Linked DNA regions of Mus musculus: region 2 is linked to region 1. Evidence: chromatin contacts called from public Hi-C data. All regions are on one chromosome and are shown on one strand. Each heading gives the region's core, a stretch centred on a gene start, on an enhancer-like site or on the middle of the called end of the contact. The rest is flanking DNA. Distances are from core to core; before and after follow the strand shown. Region 1 overlaps Prcc (papillary renal cell carcinoma (translocation-associated)). Region 2 holds the start of Ttc24 (tetratricopeptide repeat domain 24).

Region 1 (4,523 bases), core at 1,194-3,693:
GTTAGCTACAACAAACTATGGAAAAAGTAGCAAAAGAAGAGCAGCATGCTTGGGATCCAGGGCCTAGAACCTCTGAAGATCTGCTGTGCCCACTCCCCAAAGATAGGCTGAGCCAGCTCCCACATTAGTAGCATGGAGACTGGTGTGATTAGAGAGCATCTGTAGATGCTGGCTGGTCAGTGGGAAGAGACATACACAGCAGCTGGGAAACCGACCCAATCATTCATTCTCAACAACCAGAGCACACCAGCATCTGGACAGCTGTTAAATTCTGTAAAGTTCTGAAAGGCAAGCTTTGTTCCCATGAAGCTTGGTGTACACTTCATTCCCATGGGCAACAGTATTTGCTAAATATACAGAGGTATATTTAGAGAACAGTAGGTCAGATGAGGTGCAAGGCCTTCCAAGTAGGCCATCCAAATGGTCTTTCACACTTACTTTGCTGAAGGACTTCATGGTTTTCTCTTCTGTCAGTGACTTGGTCATCCACTGCTGAGCCCCACTGAGTTGGTCATCACCTTTGATCTCCACAAAGTTGATTTCCTCTCTCCCTCGGTTCCTCTTGCCCTGTAGCCGCTTAAACTGAAAAATAAAAGTCATCAAAACAGGAGTGCAGGTGTCTGGGAAGTGGGTGAGGAGAGCCGGAGACACTGCTAAGAACCCGCCTCTAGCCTAGAGTGCCCTTGGTTTCTCTCTGTGAAATAGATGTCTACTGGCTCCCATGGAGCCAGGTGAGGGCTGCTGCTCAGGAGGTCTCCTGGAGTCAGAGCCAGGGTGGCCAAGAGTATTTGTAGAGATCCATAAGTGCAAACCAGAAGACTGTTTGCCTGAAAGGTCTATTCTTCATTTCTGTTTTGGACATAACCATGAAGCCTCAAACTCAAAATCCTCCTGCCTCAGTCTCCCAAGGACTAGGATTACAACTTTCAAAATGAGGGTAGGGGGCTGGAGAGATGGCTCAGCGGTTAAGAGCACTGACTGCTCTTCTGGAGGTCCTGAATTAAAATTCCAGAAACCACATGGTGGGTCACAACCATTCATAATGAGATCTGATGCCCTCTTCTGGTGTGTCTGAAGACAGTGACAGCATACTTCCATATAATAAATAAATTGAAAGAAAGAAAGAAAGAAAGAAAGAAAGAAAGAAAGAAAGAAAGAAAGAAAGAAAGGAAGGAAGGAAGGAAGAAAGAGGGAGGGAGGGAGGGAGGGAGGGAGGGAGGGAGGGAGGGAGGGAGGGAGGGAGGGAGGGAGGAAGGGAGGAAGGAAGGAAGGAGAGAGAGAGAGAGAGAGAGAGAGGGAGGGAGGGAGGGAGGGAGGGAGGAAGGAAGGAAGGAAGGAAGGAAGGAAGGAAGGAAGGAAGGAGAGAGAGAGAGAGAGAGAGAGAGAGAGAGAGAGAGAGAGAGAGAAAAGGGTGGGCAGTGGTGGTGCTGCACGCCTTTAATCCCAGCACTTGGGAAGCAGAGGCAGGAGGATTTCTGAGTTCAAGGCTAGCCTGCTCTACAGAGCGAGTTCCAGGACAGCTAGGGATACACAGAGAAACCCTGTCTCAGGGGAAAAAAAAAAAAGAATAAAGAAATGAGGGTAGGCCAGGGGATGGTGATGAACACCTTTAACCAACAGAAGCAGATGGATCTCTGTGAGTTTGAGGCCAGCCTGGTCTACAAATCAAGTTCTAGGACAGCCAGGGCTATACACAGAGACACTCTGTCTTCAAAACAAAACAAAACAAACTTATTGAGAGTAAGGGGCTGGAGAAATGGCTCAGCAGCTAAAAAGCACGGGCTGCAGGGTCCAGTCCCAGCACCCAAATGATGGCTTACAACTATCTAACTCCAGTTCCAGGTAACTGAAGCCCTCTTCTGGTCTCCATGTACACTTGCATGCATATGGTACACAGACACACAGGCAAACCGCCCAAACACATAAAACAAAAATAAATAAAATCAAAGGTAGGTGGGTGTGGCCTTTTTTTTAAAGGAACTGAGTCTGACCTGTAGCCCCAGCTACATGGGAGGCAGAGACAGAAGAAGCCTTTAAGTTCAGAAGTTTGTTTGTTTTCTGTTTGATTTTGTTGTCACTTTGTGTCACTTCTTTTTTATTGCATTTTATTTGTGTGTGAGAGAGAGACTGAGAGAGACAGAGACAAAGCCAACACACACTCAGATCAAGGCACACGGGTAGAAATCAGAGAACAGCTTGTGGGAATTGCTTCCCTTTTTTCACAATGTGAGTAAAACTCAAACCACGAGGCTTAGCCACAGGAACCTTGTACCCACCTCCTAAGCCCAATGAAGCATAAAGAATCCTAGCAAGACCCTGTCTCAAAAAATAAAGGGGGGGGGGGGACTGTAAGATTTCTCCTCTAAAAATTCTTTCAGGAGGATGTGATTCACTAATGTACTTACGTTAAGTGTGTACTAAGCCCTGGTTCATCTCCCCAGCCCTGTATGGCACACATGTGTAATCTCAGCATTCTAGAGGCAGAAATGGGAGAATCAAGGTGATCCTTGGCTACACACGAGTTCAAGGTCACCCTCAAAGACAGACAAAAACAGACTACCCAACAGTTCTCTTTCCACCTTTTCTTTCTCATTGGATTGGTATGCCACCATCAAATTCCACCCCAAAGAATCCATGAAGAAAGAGAAAATAGGGTGGATAGTAAGGGAGCCTCAAAAGGCCAAAGAATGCTGGGCGTGGTGGCACACGCCTTTAATCCCAGCACTTGGGAGGCAGAGGCAGGCAGATTTCTGAGTTCCGAGGCCAGCCTGGTCTACAGAGTGAGTTCCAGGACAGCCAGGGCTACACAGAGGAACCCTGTCTCCAAAAAAAAAAAAAAAAAAAAAAAAAAAAAAAGAAAGAAAAGAAAAAAAGAAAAAAGAAAAAAAAAAGGCCAAAGAATTCTCTATAAAACTCCTGTTTTTTTGATCTCTGGAAGAAGAAAGGGGGTGGGGGAGTTAACAAAGATGAAAAGGAAAAGGAAAGACAGGACAGGACAGCCACCATCTGGGCATGGTAGGTACATACCTGTAATCCCTACAGTGAGGAGGGCAAGGCAAGAGAACTGCCATGTCTTTTGAGGCCAGAGCCCCTGGGTAGGGAAGGAGAGGAAACAGAAGGAAAGAAGGAGGAAGAAACCCAGACCACCTGGAGCACTGATCGGCTTCAGTGAGACCCAGGCGCTGGTGGGGCCTGTACAAGGAACTACCATGGTTACTCAGGGAATTTTTAGCTGCTGCTTGAGCTGAGAAGCCATGGCACTGCACTTGCCTTAAGGTAATACTCAAAGGAGTAAGCACAAGCTACCGATCAGAACAAAGATTAGCAAAAGACGAACAGACAGACACCTTTCTGGGGAAAGTAAACAGAAAATTATTTTTCCTAAGAACTAAGCTGCAACTTTCCTGCAGATGAGACAGTTAGTTGTATCTTGACCTTGGGTGGAAGGCCACAGAACATCCTTCAATGTGCCTGTCAGTCAAGTTAAACCCAGAGGTCCTGATCACAATGGCTAGGTATCTCTCAAAACACATTCTCCCTTTCTTCAGTGTAAATCAACCAGTAATTCAGCCAAATGATCACTCAACTAAAAAACTATGTTATGAGCCTCACTAAAAACAGATCTAGCCATGAGAGCAGACTCTTGCCTAGTCATAAGGGCAAGTACCCTAGGGAGTTTGAGAAGTCCTCAAAGGAGACTGGAAATGTCTCTCCTGTGTTCTCCATCCTGCGGAGCTCCCACACAGATGGGATGGCAAACATTCCAGCTGCCATGAGAACCAAGACAACAGCATAGAGATAGCAGCACAACTCAGCAGAAACCATTTTGTGGAGCTGTGATACCAGCCCTGGCCTGCCCCAAACTTTCTTTCATAAGGAAAAATTTAACTGCTATTACACAAACTATTGTTGGGGTTTCGTTTGTTTGTTAATTAGTTTTATGTCAACTTAACACAAGCTAGAGTCATTTGGGAAAATGAAACCTCAGTTGAGAAGATACCCTCACTAGATCAGTCTGTGGGCAACCTGGGGTACACTTTCTGATTGGTGACTGATGTGAGAGAGCCCAGCTCACTGTGGCTGTGGCCACCTACAGGCTGGTGGTCCTGGGTGCTACAAGGCAGGCTATGCAGGCAGGCCATGAGAAGCACAGCAGGATGCAGTGCTCTTCCATGGCCTCTATGTCAGCGCTGGTCTTCAGGTTCCTACCTTGAGTTCCTGCCTTGCCTTGCCTTCCCTGAATAATAGAGACTACAGCTGGAAAGATGAAAGAAACCCTTTCCTTCCACAGCTTTGTTTTGTTTTGGTTTTGTTCATGGTATTTTATCACAACAATAAAAAGGCTAAGACAATGTGTCTATATGTTATACGTACAACAAAAAATTAAGATGTAGTAAAATTCTTTTTAATTAAAAATAAACTTCCGCCAGGCGTGGTGGTGCACGCCTTTAGTCCCAGCACTCAAGAAGCAGAAGCAAATGGATTTGAGTTTGAGGCCAGCCTGGGTCTACACAGTGAGTTAC
Region 2 (4,523 bases), core at 1,160-3,659, 210 kb after region 1:
TCCCAGCATTGGAGATTGAACCCAACTTTCAAGGCAAGCACTCAACACTGATCTGCACCAGATGCTCTGTTTATCACAGTCTGTCACTGGCCTGGGAATGAGTTGAAGGCATTAGATCTTTAATGAAAGTTTACTAAAGGGTTGGGGCCGGAGCACTGGCTCAGCAGTTAAGAGTACTTGTTGCTCTAGCAAAGGGTTCAGGTTTGGATCCCAGCGCCCACAAGGTGACTGACAATCACCTGTAATTCCAGTTCCAGGAGATCCAACTCCTCCTTGTCTCTGAGGGCATCATATGCACTCGGTGCATGGACATGCATGCAAGCAAAACAGCCATACACATAAAATAAAAATATTTTTTAAGAGGGCTGGAGAGATGACTTAGTAATTAAGCCTAATTAACTCTGCTTTTTCCAGAGATCCTGAATTTGGTTTCCAGAATCCAGGTCAGACAGCTTGCTCACAACTACCTGTAACTGTAACTCCAGGAAATCCAAAGTTTTTGGTATACACACACGCATACACACACATGCATACACACACACACACACACACACACACACACACACACACTCTCTCTCTCTCTCTCTCTTTTTTTTTTTTTGGTTTTTCAAGACAGGGTTTCTCTGTATAGTCTTGGCTGTCCTGGAACTCACTTTGTAGACCAGGCTGGCCTCGAACTCAGAAATCCACCTGCCTCTGCCTCCCGAGTGCTGGGATCAAAGGCGTGCACTGCCATGCCCGGCAACACACACACTCACACACACACACACACACACACACACACACACACACACACTCTTAAAACAACAGCAACAACAACAACAAAACTCTCTTTAAAAGGTTAGTGAATTTTAAAATTTGAGTCACAGAAGTGACTCACCCTTGTGGCTTCTGCAGGCACTTGAACTGACATACACCTATACACATACACATTTTAAAAATAAAATATCTTAAGCCTGGTGTGGTGGCACAGACCTTTAATCCTAGAATTCAGGAGGCAGAGGCAGGTAGACCTCTGAGATCTAGGCCAGCCTGCTCTTCTAGATAACCAGAGATATACAGAAAACCCCTATTTCAGGGCAGGGGAAAGGAAGACCAGCAATAAGAAAAGCATATATATATATGTGTGTGTGTGTGTGTATGTGTATGTATACATATATATATGTATGTATATGTGTATACATATGTATATGTATGTTTTATATACATATATATATATATACATATATGTATATATATATACACACACACACACACAATTTAAAATCATCTTCAAAGGTCCACTTCTGTGACACTATATGAACTCAACTGTGCACCCCATCTGTCATTCCCTGGGGATTATGGTCCTCTTTAGTCAACATCTAAAGGGCTCATTTTTGTTATTTTGAATTGTGTGTACATGAGCACATGTGGTTATGTGCACCAGAGGCTTTGAATCCCATGGAGCTGAGGTCATCCTTGGTTACGAGCTGCCCGGTGTGGGTGCTGGGACCTGAACTCAGGTCTCTGCAAGATCAAAAAGTACTCAGAGCTGTCTTCTCAGCTTATCTGAGCGCCAGCATCTCCGTCAAAACAAAACAGACAAACAAAAGGCTGTCACACACCTTTAAAATCCCAACTCAGGATGTAAAGACAGGCAGATCTCTGGGAGTTCAAGGCCAGTCTGGTTTGCATAGTGAGTCCAGGACAGCAGGGTTACAAAACCCAAACAGGATACACAGGGCTTCCCCTCACCTCTTACACAAGGCCTTGTGACCTACGTGCTGCTGCTTTATAAACCAACGGGAATTCAGCACAGCCACCTCCAGCGGTGGCAGGAGCTGTACTAGCCCCGGGCACTCAAAGCTGAACAGACACTGAGTTAGGAAGAGGCTGATGTCCAGGAGGCGTCTGTGTGCATTGACTGTGCCCTTCCTATTGTCTCCTCTACTTTCTGCCAGTCGGTTCCCGCCTTGGTCCCCAGAGAACTCTTAAGTTCAGATAGATTCTTCTCATCAGCACATTTCTCCTGGACTGCCTCTCTTCCCAGGAAACTGAAAAAAAAAAAAAAAGCCGAAAAACGACCCCCCCCTCAACCCCCACTTTTTCTCTTTTACAGAGAGGGGGCAAAAGGGTTTCTGCTTTTCAAAGATATTTTCTCTGGAGTTGGGGATTTGGCTTAGTGGTGGAGAAAAGGGAGAGAGGATGAGAGGGAGGAAGGGAGGGTGGGAGGGAGGAAGGGAGGGTGGGAGGGAAAACTAGAAAGAGTTGCTTCTGAAAACACATAAAATCCCGACTTCATAAGGCTCCCCACCTTGAGGCACTCCAGGCTGTCACCTTGAGGCTCCGGACTGTCCCCTGCACAGTCTTGGGGACCCCACTCCAGGACCTCTTACCTCTGTCTGTCCTGTTTTCTCCACAGTGGCCTTCTGGAATGGTTCTGCTGGCTTAGGTTACTTCCCAGCAGCCTTGAGCGCAGAACTGTGTTACCAGACACCTGGCACTCTCCTTTCCTCCCAGGTAATCCTTCGAGTGACAGCTGTGGTAACCTATCTTAGTGGAGGACCCTAATGGTGCTCAGACATAGTCACCTAAGACCTGTTTCCCTTCCTGCTTGGCTGCCCCATCCCTGCGGACACACCTTCCAGTTCCTTCAAATAATATATCAAACTACCATGAGACAGTCATCTGTTCTTTCCCATCCTCTCTTCTTTTTTTTTTTTTTTTAAGATTTATTTATTATATGTGAGTACACTGTAGCTGTCTTCAGACACCCCAGAAGAGAGTGTCAGATCTCATTACAGATGGTTGCAAGCCACCATGTGGTTGCTGGGATTTGAACTCGGGACCTTTGGAAGAGCAGTCAGTGCTCTTAACCACTGAGCCCCCATCCTCTCTTCTTAATTTAATTTAATTCTAAGGTAGGTTCTTGTGGTGATCTTCTTTCCTTCTTTCCTTCCTGAGTGCTGGGATCACAGATTGTGCCACCAAGCCCTGCTCCGTCTCTCCCTTTCAGAGAGAGACATGACAGACCAAAGAACTCCATCTGCTACAGGGGGTGACTACAAGCTTTTTTTTTTTTAAATTATTATTTATTTTATGTATATGAGTGCACTGTAAACTCTGTAAACTCCAGGTTCTGTTTGATGTGTTTAATGAGAGGACAGGAGGCCCCACAATCACCAGGAATCTCTAACTCACCAGCTCACCAACCCATGAACCTACCACCAGTGGCTGCAACTAAACGAAATTTGCCCCTTTCCCCATTTGCCTAGGAAAAAGCCTTTTTAAGTAGAAGGGCCATTGCCAGAAACAGACTCCTGAAGTAGATGCACTGACCATAGTTGCAACACAGGCGTTTGCGCAGGCCTGGCACCCAGGGCCATCTCTGAGCTCCAGACAGGCTGAAGCTTCTGCTCTGGCCTGGCTTTCAGAGGTGCTAGCACAGCCTGTCCAGGCCAAGTAGGCCACAGAGTGGTCCCATACTCAGTAGGCTTTCCTTGAGGAAAATAGGGGGCGGGGGTGGGAGGGCCTGAAAGTGTTCTCAGCCAAGGTCCTAAGGGGCTCTCTCCCAGATCCTCTGTCATTCTGAACCAGCATCCAGTTCCCTTCAGTGCCACACCCACCATGTCCTCGAATCTCCTTCCACATCACTGACAATACAAGCAGCACCAACAATCAACGTGGTCACGATTAACACATACATTTCAATGATAACTTTAAATGCCAGTGGAATCAACTCTTCAAAAGACACAGACTGACAAAAGCCAGGGGCTAGAGAGATGGCTCAGTGGTTAAGAGCACTGACTCCTCTTCCAGAGGTCCTGAGTTCAATTCTCTGCAGCCACATGGTAGCTCACAACCATCTGTAATGAGATCTGACACCCTCTTCTGGTGTGTCTGAAGACAGCTACAGTGTACTCTTATAAATAAAATAAATAAAATTTAAAAATAATCAAACAAAACTCCCCAAATCCATCTATCTGTTACTGCCAAGAAATGCATCTTAGCTGTAAAGATAGGCACTGCTAAAAGGGTGGACAAAGTACTCCATCAAACAGAACCAGGAAGAAGCAGGTATCAATATCCTAATAACTGACAAAACACCTCAAACTAAAACAAGTCAAAAGAGATAAGGGGGACACTTCATCCTAACCAAAGGGACAATTAACCAAAGAGATGTCACTATTCTAAACCCAGCTCTGCGGTGCCCAATTTCATTTTTAAAAGTCTACTACTGTATTTAAAGACAAATTATCTTCAATCCATTAATAGCTGATTTCAGTACCCTTCTTGTGTCATCTGGACAAAAAATAAACAGAAACACAATTCATTGACATCATACATCTAATGGACTTAACAGACATCTACAGAACATTCCACTCAGCCAGGCATGGAAACTTTTCTAAAGTAGACCATATCTGGGACACAAAACAGGTCTTTATATATTCAGGAAGATGGAAATAACTCCTTATATCCTATCAGAACACAATGCAATAAAACTTGAAATTGACACCAAAAATTTCTAGTCAATATGCAAACTC

The links. Hi-C and Micro-C count contacts between places; a contact is called where the count stands out from the background.
Region 2: a Hi-C map of embryonic stem cells shows a contact between it and region 1, with 2.2 times the contacts expected there. The contact joins the promoter of Ttc24 here to the enhancer-like site in region 1. A contact is called at or near these places in 12 of 39 promoter capture datasets (cranial neural crest, embryonic stem cells, frontonasal cranial neural crest and 8 more), 4 of 484 Hi-C or Micro-C datasets (the G1E-ER4 cell line and embryonic stem cells), 6 of 115 datasets of contacts at active chromatin or transcription factors (effector CD8 T cells, embryonic stem cells and microglia) and 3 of 9 other capture datasets (adipose tissue, liver and pancreatic islet).

Annotation. Positions count from the first base shown.
Region 1 is chr3:87,861,693-87,866,215 of GRCm38.p6, forward strand. It overlaps Prcc (papillary renal cell carcinoma (translocation-associated)), which reads right to left. Exons shown (of 7, transcript NM_033573.2): 5 at 439-582. Among named protein-coding and RNA genes, the nearest start is that of Sh2d2a, 17 kb to the left of the region's middle. Within about 2 kb of position 2,444, at least 13 of the 459 cell types and tissues checked have an H3K27ac peak or open chromatin away from gene starts, as enhancers often do. A contact at or near this core is called in embryonic stem cells, where this site is marked.
Region 2 is chr3:88,075,895-88,080,417 of GRCm38.p6, forward strand. It overlaps Ttc24 (tetratricopeptide repeat domain 24), which reads right to left and starts at 2,410. Exons shown (of 10, transcript NM_172526.3): 1 at 2,376-2,410.